2 separate regions of the Gossypium arboreum genome follow, and region 1 is linked to region 2. A link is a contact called in public Hi-C data. All regions are on one chromosome and are shown on one strand. The core of a region is the stretch at or near the end of the contact, and the rest is flanking DNA. Distances in the headings are between cores, read along the strand shown.

Region 1 (3,023 bases), core at 515-3,014, 710 kb before region 2:
AGTTAGGACGCAACATTTTAAAACCTTCGAAACTAAGCTCGTCTTTCGAAAATTTCTATCTCAAACAACAAAACGCCATATCCAAGAAGTTAGGACACTATGTTTTGAAATCTCGAAATAATTGTTTAAGTTTTGAAAACTCAAAATCACTTAGAAGGGTGCTTGACTATTCGAATTCAACGAGAAAAATCGCAACCCAGTAAGTTAGGGCACTACCCTTCTCGAAGTTTCTAAACATCAAGCATTGCCTTTTATTATTTTAAAAAAAAAACCTTGGAATATTATTTTAAATGACGTTTTATGATGACATATTAATGAATCATGAAGCATAAATGTACAAAATATTCTAACATTTCCATACAAACATAAATAATATCATTAAGACAAAACTAAATAACATGAACATACGTTTAATGAAAAAATTATACTAGGGTAAATATAAGATAATAAACAAATAGAAACATGAGTAAACTAAAAGAAAAACATAATACATGCAAAAATTATACAACAATATATATCATAAAATAGCACATAAAAGAAATAATTAAACATAGTATATAAAAAAATGAAACTATGCTCAAATAAGATAAATGACATACACTAAAAAATGAATAAATAGAACATTTACAAATTATAAAAATATAATGCAATAGTTCAAAATACATAAAATGATAATATAATATATATACATGCATAGAAAATATATATTTGAAAAAAACTATATAAAATGTTAAATATTATAATATATAAAATACATAATCAAATGTATAAAAGATAGGAATAAATATACATATTTGAAAAATGAAGAAATTAAAATAAAAAAAAGGGTTGAAAAACTAAGATAGACGAAGAATAAAATAAGAACAAACAACAGAGATTAAGAACGCAAGAGGGAGAGAAATTTGAGTGAATGCTCTAAAGAATTCTTATTATTTCCCAAAACTCAAGTGATTTACAATGAAGGGAGAGGCCTCTATTTAGAGTTGAGTCTCCCTAAATCTAACGGTACAGATCAATTACATCAACGGTTAAGATTAAAGGATATCTACAAATTAAATCTCTAAGATTACAAGATCATATCTTCAAGATTGCATATCATATCTTCAAGATTGCATATCATATCTAAGATTGCATATCATATCTAAGATTGTATCATATCTAAGATTGCATATCATATCTAAGATTATATTTCTGTATGAGTCAAGCTTATAGATAAACCTTAAATCTTTTCAAGTAATAGGCCATTTTGATTGGGCCAAATTATATGTTTGTAATTTTGTACTGAACTTGAATTTTTTTTTGAACTTATTTCTGGGCCTGGGTAAAATTGAGTGTCTACATTAAGATGACAAGAATTTGAGAGAAATTGAATGAAAAATTGAGAATAAAATAGTTGAGAGAATTGAGTGAATAAATGAATAGGATTGTGAGAATTGAATATATAGCAAATATAGAAAAAAAATTCTAGTTGTTTGAAAAAAAAACCACTAAAAATTAGCCTTTAAATTTTTTTTGACTGTTACAAAAAGTTATCGATGGACTTGTTTTCTATTTTTCACTCCAAAATTAAAATATTTCACAATTTAAAGAAAAACGACCTAATAGATAATTAAAAATTAAAATCAGCGTTTTTGCTAATTAACCCGAGTTTAAAAGTAGATAAAAAAATTGCAGAGAAATTTAGGGGTTTATTTTATTTTATTTTTTGTGAAGTACGCAAGGGAAATGCAAAACAGGAAGAATAAAATATAAATAGTGATAAATAATACGGGAAAAAAGAAGAAAAAGAAAAGGAAAAAAAAGTAGGGTCCTTATCTGGAAGGCATGAGGCTAGAGATAGATAACCTGGAACTCCTCTTCTTAAGACAAAACTGGCTTTGGTTTTGGGTTTGGTTTCTTTTTCTTACAATTATTTTTGTATGGTCTGAAATCCAATGGCTGTTTCTCCCAACATACGAATCAGTATCCCACTCCCTTCCACTCCTTCTACCTACCACCGTCTTCCTATGTCCACTCTCTCCTACCCTTTCTTCTTCTTCTACTCTTCCCCTCCACGCGCACTCCGTTTCCACTCTCCTCCCACGCGCCATCGCCCCCTCTCTCTCCGCCCCAAGGCCTCCGTCGAAACCCCGGCTGCTTCAGGTCTCTCTCACTTACTTCCCTTTTTTTTTTTCCTTCTGTATTCAAATGGTGACTCACTGCCAGCTTTATTTATGTATATATTTAGTTAGAATAATTGTATTGCCAAGTTTTTCTTTTTAAATTAATCCCATTTCAAGCTAGCATGAAAAACATTGCGGTTTTTCTTCTTCTTTTCAAATAAATTGTTAAGGAGCATGTGGCATTCTATGTGATTTTCATTCATCAAAACCGTTGATGGTTGTACTAAAATAAATATTTATCATTTAATTTTCATATATGATAATAGTTTTCTTTCCTTTTTGCAGCAATGTGAATACTGACTGAAACTGAAATATGCTGAGTGACGCATGCAGTAATTGATAAATAGAATCTTTTCTATTTATGTTGGTTGTTGCTTTTATTTTATTTTACTTTCCGTAAAACAATCAAGTGTTTGGATAAATGGAAATAATATATATATATTTAAAATTAAAACATTAATTTTGTGAATGGCAAAATACGTGATATTTAACTCTATGGGGAAAAATATGTATATTTGGATGTGTACCATTTACTTATTGTATATAAAATAAGTTGAATTTTTATGGTTGATGTCTTTGCTTTTTGCTTTAAGATTTTTTAATGAAAAGTGCAATAAGGAAAAAGAAAAACAACGCAAAAATTTTGGAATATATTTTTATGAATATTTAGTTCGTATATATAAACCACTCTGTATTGTAAATATATACTAAATGTTTTAATCGGCCCCAAAATCAAATAGCAAGGTTCGCCACCTGAAAAAAAAAAGAAATGAAAACGAAATATAAATAAATAAAAGCAAACAGACCATCCAGGGCCTAAGAAAGCGAAAAGCAATTAATGACACTAATAATCAAATAGAG
Region 2 (2,990 bases), core at 61-2,560:
CCCGTCATACATCAAATGTGCAGGCATTGTTATCTTTTTCTTCATCATATCCGCGATCGCTAGCATTGCTCCCGTTGGGTCTACTTGGAGTAGCTTCTCAATGATCTTTGAGTAGGCTAGCTCATGCCGCTTCTCGTCTGCTGCGATGGTGCCGCAGATGCGTGCCAGGACTGGGTCCCCACCTTCCTTTGCTAACCGTGCCGTGTTGCCGTGGGACACGGACGTGGCTCGCTCCTGGAATGAAGTGTACACGAAACCCAAGTATGGGTTGTTTTCGGTTCCAGGATCCTGTCAAACCAAAACAAATGTATGGATGTCACATTCGTTACTTTTTCTCACTTACAATTCATCAAACATCTGTGCTTCTTGATTAGTAGCATTAGGGTATTTGAGTGCAAATTGTGGTGTTTTCAGATTCATTTCTTTATTGAAGATTAAATGGTGAATATCCTGAAATTGCAATGCAGTGTACCAATTAATTTGCATAATAACATTGCCAATACTCCAAGAATGATTCAGAACAGATGAATTTAATCTAAAACGTGTATGAAGATTGAAATTATTGAAAAAGAAACTCACCATGCCAGATCCAATCAGATACTGCACAGTCCTCTCGATCATAAGCATATCAACCCTCCCAGACAAATACAAGAAAGTCTTCAATAAATCCCCATGCCTGTTTTCCTCAGCAGTCCAAGCCCGAGTCCAAATTGCCCAGGGGCTGGAGCTAGCCCCAGTGTCATCCCTCACCCCATCAAGTGTATTGATCATGGTCTGGTACGTTGGCAAGGCTTCCTCCGTAATCATATCCCCCACCAACACCACGAAATACTCGTCCGGCAGATCCGCAGTGCGTTGTCTCAGGGCCTTCACTTGCTCGTTGAACTCTCCCAACGGCAATGCAGGGTCAGGTAAGAATGTCTGGGGTTGCCAACACTCTTTCACAGGTTTGAGCAGCGGTAACACATTTTGGGTAGCCCAGGTTTCTAGTGACTTGAAAATCTCTTGCTTTTCAGGTGGCATTGAGTGGGTTTTTTGAGGTTTTGGTGGAGCTGCCGCCACGGCAGAGATAGGGGAGAATCTGACGGTGGAGTTTGGTGGAGGGATGTGGCGGCAGTGGACACCTGGGATCCTCCAAGGCAGAGTTTTGGTAGAGACTAGGCTGTGTGTGAATTGCATGGTGGCAGTGTAGTTGAGTCAGTGTCTCAAGAATTTTTGCTACTATGGCTAGCAATACTGCAATATTATATATAGATCTGAAGAAAGAATATTTGACCCAGTCCTTTACTTTAATTGCAGTGGTGCCATTTAGGACTTCATTTTCATCAGTTTGTGAAAATGATTTTTCTTTTTTTAAAAAAAAAATGGTTTAGATTAAAGTAGATTTAGCAACTTTGTGGATTTTAGGGTATGTTTTGTTGCTTAAGGAATTCGTTTCAAATAAGAGTAGATGACCAAATTTTCATCATTCTGATTTACAATTATTTTGTTATAGGAACCATTAATTACTTGTGAGAAAAGATTATCTCTTTTTTTATTTTTTATTTACTTCAACAGAGAGAGAAAAGGGTATGATAGTAAACTAGGAAAAAGAAAGGAAAGAAAGGTGGGGAGGGTGGAGAAATTAAAAACAAGGGGTGTGCTGCAGTGGTTTTTTGTGGAGAAGGGGAGGGGATGCGTTAGTAAACGTAAAATATTTCTGTGGGTTGTAAATACCGAAGTTTGGAGAGTTTGGTGGGCTGTGTTTTTGAAAAAGCTAAAATTAATTGACAGCCGATGCCATTTGTCATTTATTTGTTTTTTTAAATACTAAAGCCAAATGCCGATCCAATCTCGATTTTAAAGTGCTCTGATTTTGTGGTCAAAACGTAACTCAGCTCTCTTTGCTTCTATTTTATTCTTTCATTTCCTCCTAAATCTCATACCACCAAATATATATAATATTATATTAAAGTGGATGAAAAAAGATTATTAAATTAAGGGCAAATTTTAAAATAGTCCCTTTTGTTTGCCTCATGTTTCATTTTAGTCACTTATGTTTGAAATGTTACATTTTAGTCACTTATATTATCGTGTTGTAACATTTTAGTCACTGAGCAATTAATTGTTGTCAACGGTGTAATGGTAAGCTAATGTGGCACGTTAAATCATCATTTCAAATGAAAATTTTAGGTTAAATTATACAATTGGTCTCTATATTTTTTTCATTTTGAGTAATTGAATTTTTTTCTTTTATATTCTTTTAAATTTTTTTTTTTTTCATTCTCTTCTGTGTCTTTTCCTCCCTTCTCCATTTCTTTTAATATAATTTTTCTATGTTTTTAATTTGTTAGAACTAGTCTCTATAATTTTATTTTTTGAATAATTTAAATTTATTATTATTATTATTATTATTTTCCTTTTCTTCTTCCCTTTATTTTCTCTCTTTTATATTCTTCACTACAAAAATATAATATTTTCCCACCAAATAAACCAAGTCATTGTTTCTTTCACATTATTCCTAGATTGAATTTCACTCAAAACTTAATACCAATTATTCTTAATCAAATCTCGATTTGAATATAACTTAATTTTGAAACTAAAATTGGATCTAACTAATCAATATAAAAAATCATATCATTAATCAAATCTAAACATAAATTGAATTCTTTATATTCAAAACAATTTTTCTTCATTTCCAAATTTTTACAGAATTGTGTAGATTATTCATTACTTTTTTTGACGAATAAAATTAAGCAAATGATAAAATTGATCTAAACCTTCTTGGATATTCCCAAGCAAGCGTAATTGGAAGTCGAGCATGGATGAACCAAAGAGAAAAAGGGAGCATGGAACCAAATTGGTTTGGGTAAAGTTGAGGGTAAGTCTTGTATGGTGGTTGTTTCAATCATTGAAAGTGTAGAGCTTGTTTAAAGAATTCGTGAAACAACGTAATTTCAAAAATGTTGTAGGTAAGATAGATAAGGTGGTCGTGGGGGTTGATTAAGAGG

The links. A called contact is a pair of places that touch in the nucleus more often than the background predicts.
Region 1: a contact with region 2 is called in a Hi-C map of leaf, with 2.8 times the contacts expected there. The contact joins the promoter of LOC108467347 here to the promoter of LOC108462342 in region 2. A contact is called at or near these places in 2 of 5 Hi-C or Micro-C datasets (both in leaf).

What each region holds. Positions count from the first base shown.
Region 1 is chr2:38,553,818-38,556,840 of ASM2569848v2, reverse strand. LOC108467347 (thioredoxin reductase NTRC) reads left to right here and starts at 1,764. Exons shown (of 10, transcript XM_017767983.2): 1 at 1,764-2,142. The coding sequence starts at 1,935.
Region 2 is chr2:37,844,648-37,847,637 of ASM2569848v2, reverse strand. It overlaps LOC108462342 (stearoyl-[acyl-carrier-protein] 9-desaturase 6, chloroplastic-like), which reads right to left and starts at 1,310. Exons shown (of 2, transcript XM_017762307.2): 1 at 580-1,310; 2 at 1-288. The coding sequence starts at 1,179.